2 separate regions of the Mus musculus genome follow, and region 2 is linked to region 1. A link is a contact called in public HiChIP or PLAC-seq data. All regions are on one chromosome and are shown on one strand. The core of a region is the stretch at or near the end of the contact, and the rest is flanking DNA. Distances in the headings are between cores, read along the strand shown.

Region 1 (4,807 bases), core at 246-2,745:
AGTATAGCTGAAGGTTGAGAGTCCAGCAGTTTGAGCAGATTAGGCAATGAGCAGTAACTACAGTTCTTTTAGACATTCTTACCCACATACTTAAATACTAATTTGATCAGCCTGGCCTCTCGGAGAGCCACTTAATTTATAATCAACCTACCACTGCCCTGTTTTTCTGCAAACCCCAAGATGCTTATGTAGTTACAAATGGAGTGAAGATTTACCATTTTTCTGACTATCCGAATGAGGACCATCGAGCTATGGAATTCAAAACATTGTTTTATGGGCTTTAGTCATATCATTGAATCATTTTGCTTAACTGGACACTTCAATCGAGTTCATTAAATAAAACTGTATATTTATTTATTCTATATAAAGCCTAGAAACATTTCTAATTCCACGAACATGCTGCGGCTGCTGTTATTTCTACTTGTAGCCCAGCGACAACCATTGTACTGTCACATGACTGATGCTAGGCGCTGAGTACTTTCATCACTCTTTAGGATGCCTTTGTTTGTCAGGACTGAACACGATACTCCCGCCAATGTTCTGGGAGATAAACAAGTAGAATTCTTTGTTGTTTCTAGGACTTGAAGATTTGCACATGTTTTCTTCCTCCAGAAGGTCAAAGAGCTGACTACCAGACCCTGTATAGGGAAAGAGCTTGGTATGATCCCCTCTGCAGATGAGAAAAGATGGGTGAGATTGGTGATCCTCTAGGGTTTTGCTTCAGGTGAATTTAGCATGGCCTTTGCTCGTCCATGGCATCTTTCTCTAGGTAAGGAGATTGTTGCCAAGTTAAAAGCACATGAACTTAGTTTGTCTCATGGAAAAAAAAGTGTTATAACTTTAAGTACATAAAGGCAGAGTCGAGCTTCTAACTTGACTGCTTATTTCAAATTTTCTGTAAACGTCATGACACTTAAAGGCATTTGCATATTTATTTCTGATTGTGTAGAATTAGCATTTACAGTCATTTGCCTATTCATAAACAAGTTTATAATTAAACAGTATACTTTCCATATTTTGTCTACAACCCAAAATACAATTGGACCATATCTAAGCCCTTTTTTCTCTTTAATTAAAGAAAGACATCTTTGTTTTAATAGTTATTTTAAAAAATAATATGGGCGAGATGGCTCAGTGATTAACTTGTTGCTCTTCCTAAGGACCAGGGTTCATTTCCTAGTGCTAACATGGTGATTCACAATCAACTATAATCCTAATTCCGGGGATATGACAGCTTGTTTTGGCCTCTGCAGGAACTCTATGCACATGGTACACAGACATACAAGCAGTAAAACTACCCATACACATAAAATAAAAACAAATAAATAATGAATACAATAGAATTAATAAAATATGTTTTCTTCATATATTCTACAGTTTCAATGGCACTCATGTCTTTTGGAATGGAAACAAGAGCAAAATTTAAGATAGCAACTATGTGGCCAGTTTACATACATACCACAATGCTTACTCATCAGAAGTTGTCAACAACTAGCAATGACGCTCATATAGCTGATGTGGTATTGGTTCAGTTACTCACCAAAGATGAGTAATCAAAATCTTCTGTGGGAGATTTTCCAATTACCAGCATCACTGAAAAGGCTCTTGATAGAAAGGAGAGGTTGCTGGGTAACAGTCATTCTCTAGCTATTTACACTGAGACTGAGACTTCTACACTTCCTTTGTTCTGACATCTCAAGGTTGAGACCACCTCCTCCCTGCTACTCTAGCTCCAGCTGCAGGAGTGATCAACTACACTAGACCACTGCACAAGAGTGTTCTGTGATTTCCAAAGCAAAACTCACAGTGCTTCAATACCGGCTCACGGGTAGCATCATCAGAAACCTAGTTTCTCAAGGAACTCAGTTTCACATATGTTGACCCCCATTCTTCTCTCCACTTCTGTCTTAGGGTTTGCATTGCTGTGAAGAGACCCCATAAACCAGGGTAACTCTTACAAAGGAAAATATTTAATCAGGGATGGCTTACAGTTTCAAAACTTTAATCCATTATGGTCATGGTAGGGAGAGTGGCAGTGTCCAGGCAGACATGCTGCTGGAGAAAGAGCTGCAAGATCTACAATGCCCCCTCACTCTCTTGTGCCTTTTGTATTGTCAGTCTATCAGCTTCCAAATACAACCATGTGACCTAAGATGTCACTTTCCAAATCCCTTTGTCTCCACAGTGTCTGTGGTTTTATCCATATTGCTCTCCATGACCCACTCATGTCATACCAGGTCACACCCTGTACTATCTCTGAGTTTTGATTCCAAACATTTCATTCTGCCATCTCTACTTCTTTAAGCCTACTTGTTCCAATATGACATTTGGTTCACTGGCTCATTAAGCTTATCAACCCTATGTCTCTATGTGTCACCATACCTATGTTGCTCTATACTTCTACTATATAACTGTTTTTAGTACTGTTGATTTCTTCTCTGAATATTCATACATGTACAGTGTATTTTGAACATACTTACCCCAACTTTGCCCAGATGTTATAATTCCCTTTCACCTTTCTTAATTATTATTCCATGGCAAAAATAGAAGTTCTGGTAAAATCCAAACCACTCTTAACTGGTCCCCACATATGAGTGGTTAAACATTGCCAAAGACTATTTATACTTTGGGGATCATTTACATAATTATGCTTAATAGACTTACCCATGAATAATACCTTGTCAAAAACAATGGCTAAAATTATGCTTTCATCCATCATTCCTTTCCTTTGGAATATTTTTCTTCTACATTTGTTACCTCTAATTGCGTGTGTGGGTATACATATATAATGGGCATTTGTTTGCACTGGCACACTTGAGCTATGATATGCATATAAAAGTAAGAGTGTTGTTTCTCACCTACCACCTTGTTAGAGCCAGGGACTCTTAAGTCATTTTTTGCTGTCTCTGCCTCCAGGAATAGGTATTCAAACTCACCCATCTGGCTTATATACACAGGTTTTGGGAATTCAAAATCAGGTCTTTAAACTTACATGATGTGCTGGGTAGCCTTTATTGTCAACATGATGCAACCTAAAATCACCTGGGAAGAGTGAACTCCAACTGAGGAATTTTCTATATCAGGTTAGCCTGTGAGCATGTTTATGGGAAGTTGTCTTAACTGCTAATCAATTTATGAGTTCCCAGCCCATCATGGGTGGTACCATCCCTAGGCAGATAGCCTTGGACTCTGGGCTGTATAAGAAAGCCAGCTGAACATCATCCAGTGAGTGAGCCAACATACAGATTTCCTCTATGATTTCTTCTTCAGGTTCTTTGCTTAAGTGTCTGTTGTGACTTCCCTTAATAATGGATTGTGACCTGAAGTATCAAACAAAATAAACCCTTTCCTCTCCAAGTTGTTTTGGTTATGGTATTTGCCATAGCAACAGAATGTAACCAGATCACACGGCAAGCACCTTTATTCACTGAGCCATCTCCCCATTCCTATGTATGCACTGAACCACAGAAAGTATATGTTTGCATATAATTACCCCCATGTAACATTCCACATGACTTTGACTTTTTTCAGCTTTCTGGAGAATACTAAAAATATGCAAAATGTCCTCAAGCCAAAATGCACTAACCAAAAGTTAACCACCACAAATTGTTACAGAACATATATTTAATCTTCCCTATTGTGTTTTGTTTATTGTTTCTTTATTATGTTTAATCTTTAATAACACATTGCCTGGGTCAGTCTTTACATATTTGGTTATCTAACATGGCAATCTACTAACTTTTTTAACATTCGCTGGTCCTCAATTCAAACTTTGAGACCTGACACTTCCTGTTACTTTTGTGGTTAGGGTTAAGCACTCTCTCAAGACTTTAGACCGTGTACAAAGTTCTGACACCCAACAATTAGATGCTATCAAGTGACATTAATTCCCGTTAGATGTTAAGTACACTGATCTCGATTGTGCCAGAAGCTACGGATAGTGCAACTTCCTCTGGGACTTTTGCTCTTTCCAAATTTGTAGTGCTAGTAGATTCCAAATTTCAATTCTTTTGAAGAATTTCCAAAAAGTTTCTGTTATATTACAAGTTGCATAGTTGTCCTTGTAACGCCCTGGAATGTAGTAAGCATCCTCCAGAGGTCACATCTGTAATAATAACTATTATTTAGCACACTCTCACCCCTGCCTTTACGTTACCAAGTACTTGCCCATCCATCTAAGATAAGGATACTGAGTTTGTTGTTAGTGTCTCCTTCTTTTCTTTTGCCACAATTTCTCTTCCAAACAAGCCCTTCCAGACTCCTACTGACTTCCTGTCAGCACAAGTACTTTAAAGTTATCCATTTTTTACCCCCAAGTGTCACTTCAACTGCATTATCTTCCACTGTGACTGTCTGAGAAACTCATCAAATGGTAATTAGGACCAACCTACCCTGATCTCTCTTTGCAAAATTCACCAGAGGCCTTGCTTGCCTCAAGGGTTGTGAGGACTCCTAGGATATTAAAAGGAATCAGACATTTTGCCAACCCTCCAGTGATGGACTCTGCTGGGCATTCTTCAAGGCTGAGTTCTTGTCAAAGTCAGTGAAACATTACTACTACTTACAAAAAGTATTTCTATCCAAAGGTAAGTGATGTTTTCTATATCCTTGTATGCATTGTTTCACAGTTAATGGTGAACTCTTTATTGCACAAAACAATGCTGAGTAGCAATTCCAGTTAATTCTTAAAATTGATGCTTATCTTTAGTAAAACCGAGAATCACAAATCACAAACCCAAGATGGATATTAGTCTTCCTGTCTTGAAACTGTATCCAAAAGTTTAGAAAAAAATTACATTTATTTTTT
Region 2 (5,387 bases), core at 2,685-5,184, 90 kb after region 1:
TGAGGGCTGGTGAAATTATTTCCCTCCCGTTGGATTCAGGGAGACAGGAAGGATGAGTTCCATGGGCTTTCATTTGGAATGAGCAAAACTGGTACAAATGAAGAAAATGAGTGTGCTCTTGGCTAACTTTCTAATGAACATTGTGTGTGTGTGTGTGTGTGTGTGTGTGTGTGTGTGTGTGTATGCACATATGCATATGCATGTACACGTACAGTGTTTGCGTTTCTGGGAAATTTGTATCCTTTCTTGCAGTTATATATTTTGAGACTATCCTATTTTTCTGTTTTTACAAAATCCTTTTAAGTAAGAAAAGAAAGCATTATTTAAGCAATTTGGTATATTTCAATACATGAAATAATGAGCTCACATTAATACATGTGGGAGCTTGGCAAACACTAGCTTACTGAGCAACAACATTAAGAGGATTTCTTCATAAGAATGTAGTGATTTCTGCCTCTAGATCCAGATACTTGGGAAGCTTGAGGTGCAAATGTCAGATGTCAGTCAAACTGAGGGGTTCAGGCCAAGCTTGGGCCATAAAGCAAGATCCCATCTCAACAACAACAAAAAAAAAAAAAGGAAAGAAAAAAAAAAGAAAGGAGGAAAGGAAGGAAGGGAAGGAGGGAGGGAGGGGAGGGGAAGAAGGGGAAGAAGGGGAAGAAGGGGAAGAAGGGGAAGAAGGGGAAGAAGGGGAAGGGGAAGGGGAAAGGTGAAGGAAGGGGAAGGGGAAGGGGAAAGGGAAGGGAAGGGAAGGGAAAAGGGAAGGGAAAAGGGAAAAGGGAAGGGGAAAGGGAAAAGGGAAGGGAAAAGGGAAAAGAGAAAAGGGAAAAGGGAAGGGAAGGGAAGGGAAGGAAAGGAAAGGGAAGGAAGAGAGCAGCTGTTTCCATTGCCATTGCTGAGAAATAATGGCTGAAGGGTTTTTGTTCTTTCTTTCCCCAGTGATTATATTTAAAATGTATCCAGGACATAACATGACTTTAGATATGTGGTGTATGGCCCGAAATCGTTTGTGTGTGTGCAGACTCAATTTCAAAAATTCTTAATTATTCAGGAAAGAGAACGATTCTGAAGTAAGCTCTGTGTTTCTTACAGGAAAGCATGAGGGGGATGTGGTTAAGATAATGCTGGCCAGCTGCCTGTTTTAAGGTAGCATCATGCTGTGTAGCCCAAGCTGGCCTTGAACTTAGGGGATCCTCCTCCCTCAGTGACTGCAGGTGTGCTGCCACCACACCTGGTTCCCAAGGGGCCTTCTAAGAAGATTAGCTCTTTCAGAGACCACCGTGGATGTGAGAAAGAGCTGAGTTAGAATTTTGGCAGTTTTACTATTTGCAACAGACAGTTAAAAAGGTCTGTCTCATGTCATTGATTATGTATTTGTACAAGAATTTCCAAGCGACACCTTTCTGTTATATTAGTTGTCATTCATTTGGGCCTTATTATTTGGTTTGAAAATATTTTAATAGCAAAACTGTTGCTTAAAATTGAACACATTTTAGTGACTTGCTGGTCACTGTCTTCACTAGATTTGTTTTCTAATTGTCATTTCCATGGAAAGGACAGTCATTTTCAAAGCTGTCCATTACGTATTCTGGAAAGCAGACAATTATTATGACTACTTTTACATAAAGTTAAAGCATCTCTGGGTTTTCTTCCCCTGCAGTATTGTATTTTTGAATGCTTTGAGTTTCTGTAGCTCCAGAAATGACTTTAGTAGCCTTCATTGACTTTCGATTTTCCAACTTGAAAAGCTGGAGTGCGGGGGTGTGGGGTGTGGGGGGGGCGTGGGGGGTCTCTTTAGTGTTCCTATGAGGTGGAATTCTTGCATGTGGTGGTAGTTTGAGATTTATGCAGATGGTGGGTATTAGGAGAGAAGTTGGGCTGATTTTGTAAGAATCTCCCTTAAAGAGATCCTGGCGGAATACTGAGGAATTTTAGCCACTATCCAGAGGCCTGTGTGGCGATCGGCAGCCGGCCCTTGGCAGATGGTGTCTGAAGTGGGGGAAAGCAGACTTGTCCTAGGGAGTCCTCTGCCCACAGTGGGACACAGTGGGGCCCCTGCTCCTGTGGCTGCATGGCACGTTGTCACTCGAAGCTGACCTCAAGAATGACTGGTTGAGGTTATTTTTAGACGTAATGACAGCGTAGCACTTTGGGCCTCGGGCGTTATTTCTAGACTGGAGAGTAATGTTATTTTATTTTTAAGAAGTAGAATTTCAGGCTTTTAAGTGGGCTTTTGGGTAAAGATTTCTGAAGTTTTTCCAGTAATTGAGACTTTGTGAGCAGAAAGGAGAGGGAGAAAAGCAGAAGCCCCCTGTCCCTCCTGACCGCCTCTGTGGCTCGCAGTGTCCCTAGGTGGGCACATTGTCCCCGTCCTGTCCCTTATTCCGAGAGTCTCCTGATAGACAAAGAAGAAAAAAAATCATTATTTTAAACCATTTCCTTATAACTTCCGACATTCCAAATCATACACACATGTGTGGCACTTCCTCGGTCGTGTCTAGAAAGTAGGTTTCTGTTTGACTTGTAAGCTGACCTGGCTGCTTGCACATAGGACTTCACAAATGCTCAAAGGTGGAATGCAGCAATAGTAACATGTATGCGTGCTTTAGATTCTGTGTAGCTTGTTTGACACACAGTATGATGTGTGCTCATTGTATGAGATGGATAGCTTTACAGCAAAATGTCCTCAAGTCCCACTTAATTTTCTCATCTGTAATTTTTATTAGCATCGTAGTTGGAGTCTTTCCCTGTAGTCTTTTTTTTTTCCTCTGCTGGTACTCCACAATCAACTCTTTTTCTAAAATAAAATAAGAGCAGGGCTTTTCCTTTGCATTTTTTATTTACTTATTTCTTTACTACTAATGTGTGTGTGTGTGTGTGTGTGTGTGTGTGTGTGTGTGTGTGTGTGTGTGAGGGGGTAGGATTTGTGCAGACACAGGGTCTAAGCCCAACCTCATTTTGGTTCTCTCCACTTGCATGGCTTTAACTCAAGTCTATGGGCTTGTGTGGTAGGCCTCTAGAGCTCACATGGGAGACCTTTGCTGTCTTTGATCTTCTAGGCTTTTAACATGGAAATCATTTACCAATCCTGTAAGTAGATGCTAATCATATTCTCACTGAGCCCGAGAAGTCAGTCTTCCCCTAGCCACCTCTCTCCTAAGTGCTAGAGGTGACCCAGGAACACAAGCAACTTAGCACTGACATCAGAGCTTGGAGCTGCTGGGTCAGTTCCACAGTTTACACTGTGTGTAAAATCTAGCTGCCTCAGCCCTCCAATCTCATGTCCACTGGCAGTTTCATGTGTCCCCTTTCTGCAATAGAACGTCCTGGCTGTTTATCACAGAGTTACCTCAACTCTTTTTGGCTCACCTTCGAGGTTGTGGTCCACAGACAAACATTTCGTACTCTTCACTGTTCTCCAAGCCCTCTGAGTAGGTTTCTTCCTGATTATGAGTCATGCTGTGCTTGCTCTTTGTCACAATCTCACTTCGTCCCCTTCAAAGTGGAAAAACCTCTACACACTCACAAGGCCATGCTCTACTCCCTCACCTCGTCCTTGCTTTTGTTTTTTCTGTCTTGTCCCCACAGTGGTAAGCATATCCCTGTGTCGGGTGTTCCTTCCGTCATGTGCTGTTGCTTGCTCTTGGTGACTTCCACTCTTTGCCTACTGGGCTTTTCTGGGATAGGTGTCTACTTGGTATCATTGTTGCCTCAGCATGGCCTATCCAGTGCATGTAACACAGTCAGCAGTGAGTTAGGCTGGGTCTTAGATGGCCAGGGTCCTGCCCACCATGTCCTGTGCCCTCCAGGACTAGCCTGTCCCACTTGTTGATTTCAGTCTGATAACTAGATGTAACCCTGGCCTCACCTGCCACATCCTAGCTGCTCAGCAGGAACCTGTCTGGTTTTCAGTCAGAGTTTCCTGTGCAGGTGGCGGAGGATTTTGAAATGCTTGAAACGAAGCCATCACACCCACTTGAAATAGTTTCTCTCATCTGTGTGATAAGAGGTGGGTGGCAAAAATAAGTTCACAGAGCCTATTACTTGGAGCTGAGATCACGGATTAAATGTCTTGAATGGGGAAAAAAATGTATTGGTTGCACTTAGAATATTTTCTCTGACCTTTCTTACCTTGAATTCAGAAAGAAGGCAGTTTTCTCATGTTGGAGGAACGCTGACTAATTCCCTGTACCTCCTTCACTGTCGAGCATCTGACTCATGTGTATTTAAGGGAACTAGCTGATGACTGGACTCATGCAGCTACGAGGAAAACATGGGATCCAGACCTGTTTGTTACCCTGTGTTCTTAGGGCCTCTTTGATGCGGCAGCCCTGGTGACTCACTTCAGCTCGGTTTGCAGAACACTTGAATGAAAACTTCATGCACAGTGATAGTTAAGAATGCTATGTAGACTGAACTGATGCGGGATGGTCAAATTCCTACTTTCAAATGAAATTTAAAAAGGCCAAAGTAAAGGTCTCTGCCTGGTTTCTCCAAAGCAGAGCCTGAGAGAAAGAGGTTGTCTGAGAGAGCTGGACGTTGGGTTGGACCAGAGAAACAGGAAAACTGACGAGCTTGGCCTGTTCTGCACGGCACCGAGGTTTTCCTGACTACAAGGGTATGTCTGCAGGGCACAGAAAGGCAGCAGGGAACCCAACTGAAAGGCTTACAGATTGAGAATATGTGCAGGAACGGTAAATGGTAACTAACATTTTGCAGCTAAAAAAAAAAAAAAGAAGCCGAAGTGACTTTCTACATCAATTCAAAAAGTTTTGAATACCTGTTTTGCTCGTATACCATTGCTAGTATTTGAAAATTCGTTTAAAAAGTCAATACACTGATATAAAATATTGTTTGTCCTAATAACCCCAAACATCTGAAACCTTTGGCTTGTTTCTCTGTGGTACAAAGTTCTAGCTTGCCCTCCGTGTGTGTGTGTGTGTGTGTGTGTGCATGTGTGAAACATATAACTTAATTCTTCTTCTTACCCCATGTATTCTGTTTTATGTTGTCAGTTTTCTGTTAGTGAAACACCAAAGCCTTGCACCCTGTAAAGAGGTCTACTTAGTTCCTGTTCCATATCTGTTTTGATCTCTAGGGGCCTGAGAACATGGTACCGCTTACCGTCAATGGGTAGAGTCATTTACACAGGAGGAAGCAAGAAGACCAATAGAGATAGCCCATCATGCTTTTGGTCTTGTGGTAACCCATTTATTCCTCTGAGGTTTCAATCACTCTCATGAGATGTGGTGTCTCTGGTGACTGAACACCTCCCACTGGGTCTCATCTTTTAAGAGGTTCTAGTACTGTTCAGTGTTGCTGTTGTAGTCCAAGCATAGGAACCTTTGGGGATATGAACCACGTCCAACCCATAGCATCCTGTAAAA

What was found. HiChIP or PLAC-seq counts read pairs in DNA pulled down with a chosen protein or histone mark.
Region 2: a contact with region 1 is called in an HNF4G HiChIP or PLAC-seq map of pancreatic cancer cells. The contact joins two enhancer-like sites. A contact is called at or near these places in 6 of 39 promoter capture datasets (the C10 cell line, embryonic stem cells, hippocampal neurons and 3 more), 1 of 15 datasets of contacts at CTCF or cohesin (CD8 T cells), 2 of 484 Hi-C or Micro-C datasets (CD4 T cells and CD8 T cells) and 2 of 115 datasets of contacts at active chromatin or transcription factors (CD8 T cells and pancreatic cancer cells).

The regions. Positions count from the first base shown.
Region 1 is chr3:126,569,291-126,574,097 of GRCm38.p6, forward strand. No RefSeq gene overlaps it. Among named protein-coding and RNA genes, the nearest start is that of Camk2d, 25 kb to the right of the region's middle. Within about 2 kb of position 1,496, at least 29 of the 459 cell types and tissues checked have an H3K27ac peak or open chromatin away from gene starts, as enhancers often do. A contact at or near this core is called in pancreatic cancer cells, where this site is marked.
Region 2 is chr3:126,656,922-126,662,308 of GRCm38.p6, forward strand. All of the region lies in intron 2 of Camk2d (calcium/calmodulin-dependent protein kinase II, delta), which reads left to right. Among named protein-coding and RNA genes, the nearest start is that of Gm15551, 9.3 kb to the right of the region's middle. Within about 2 kb of position 3,935, at least 158 of the 459 cell types and tissues checked have an H3K27ac peak or open chromatin away from gene starts, as enhancers often do. A contact at or near this core is called in pancreatic cancer cells, where this site is marked.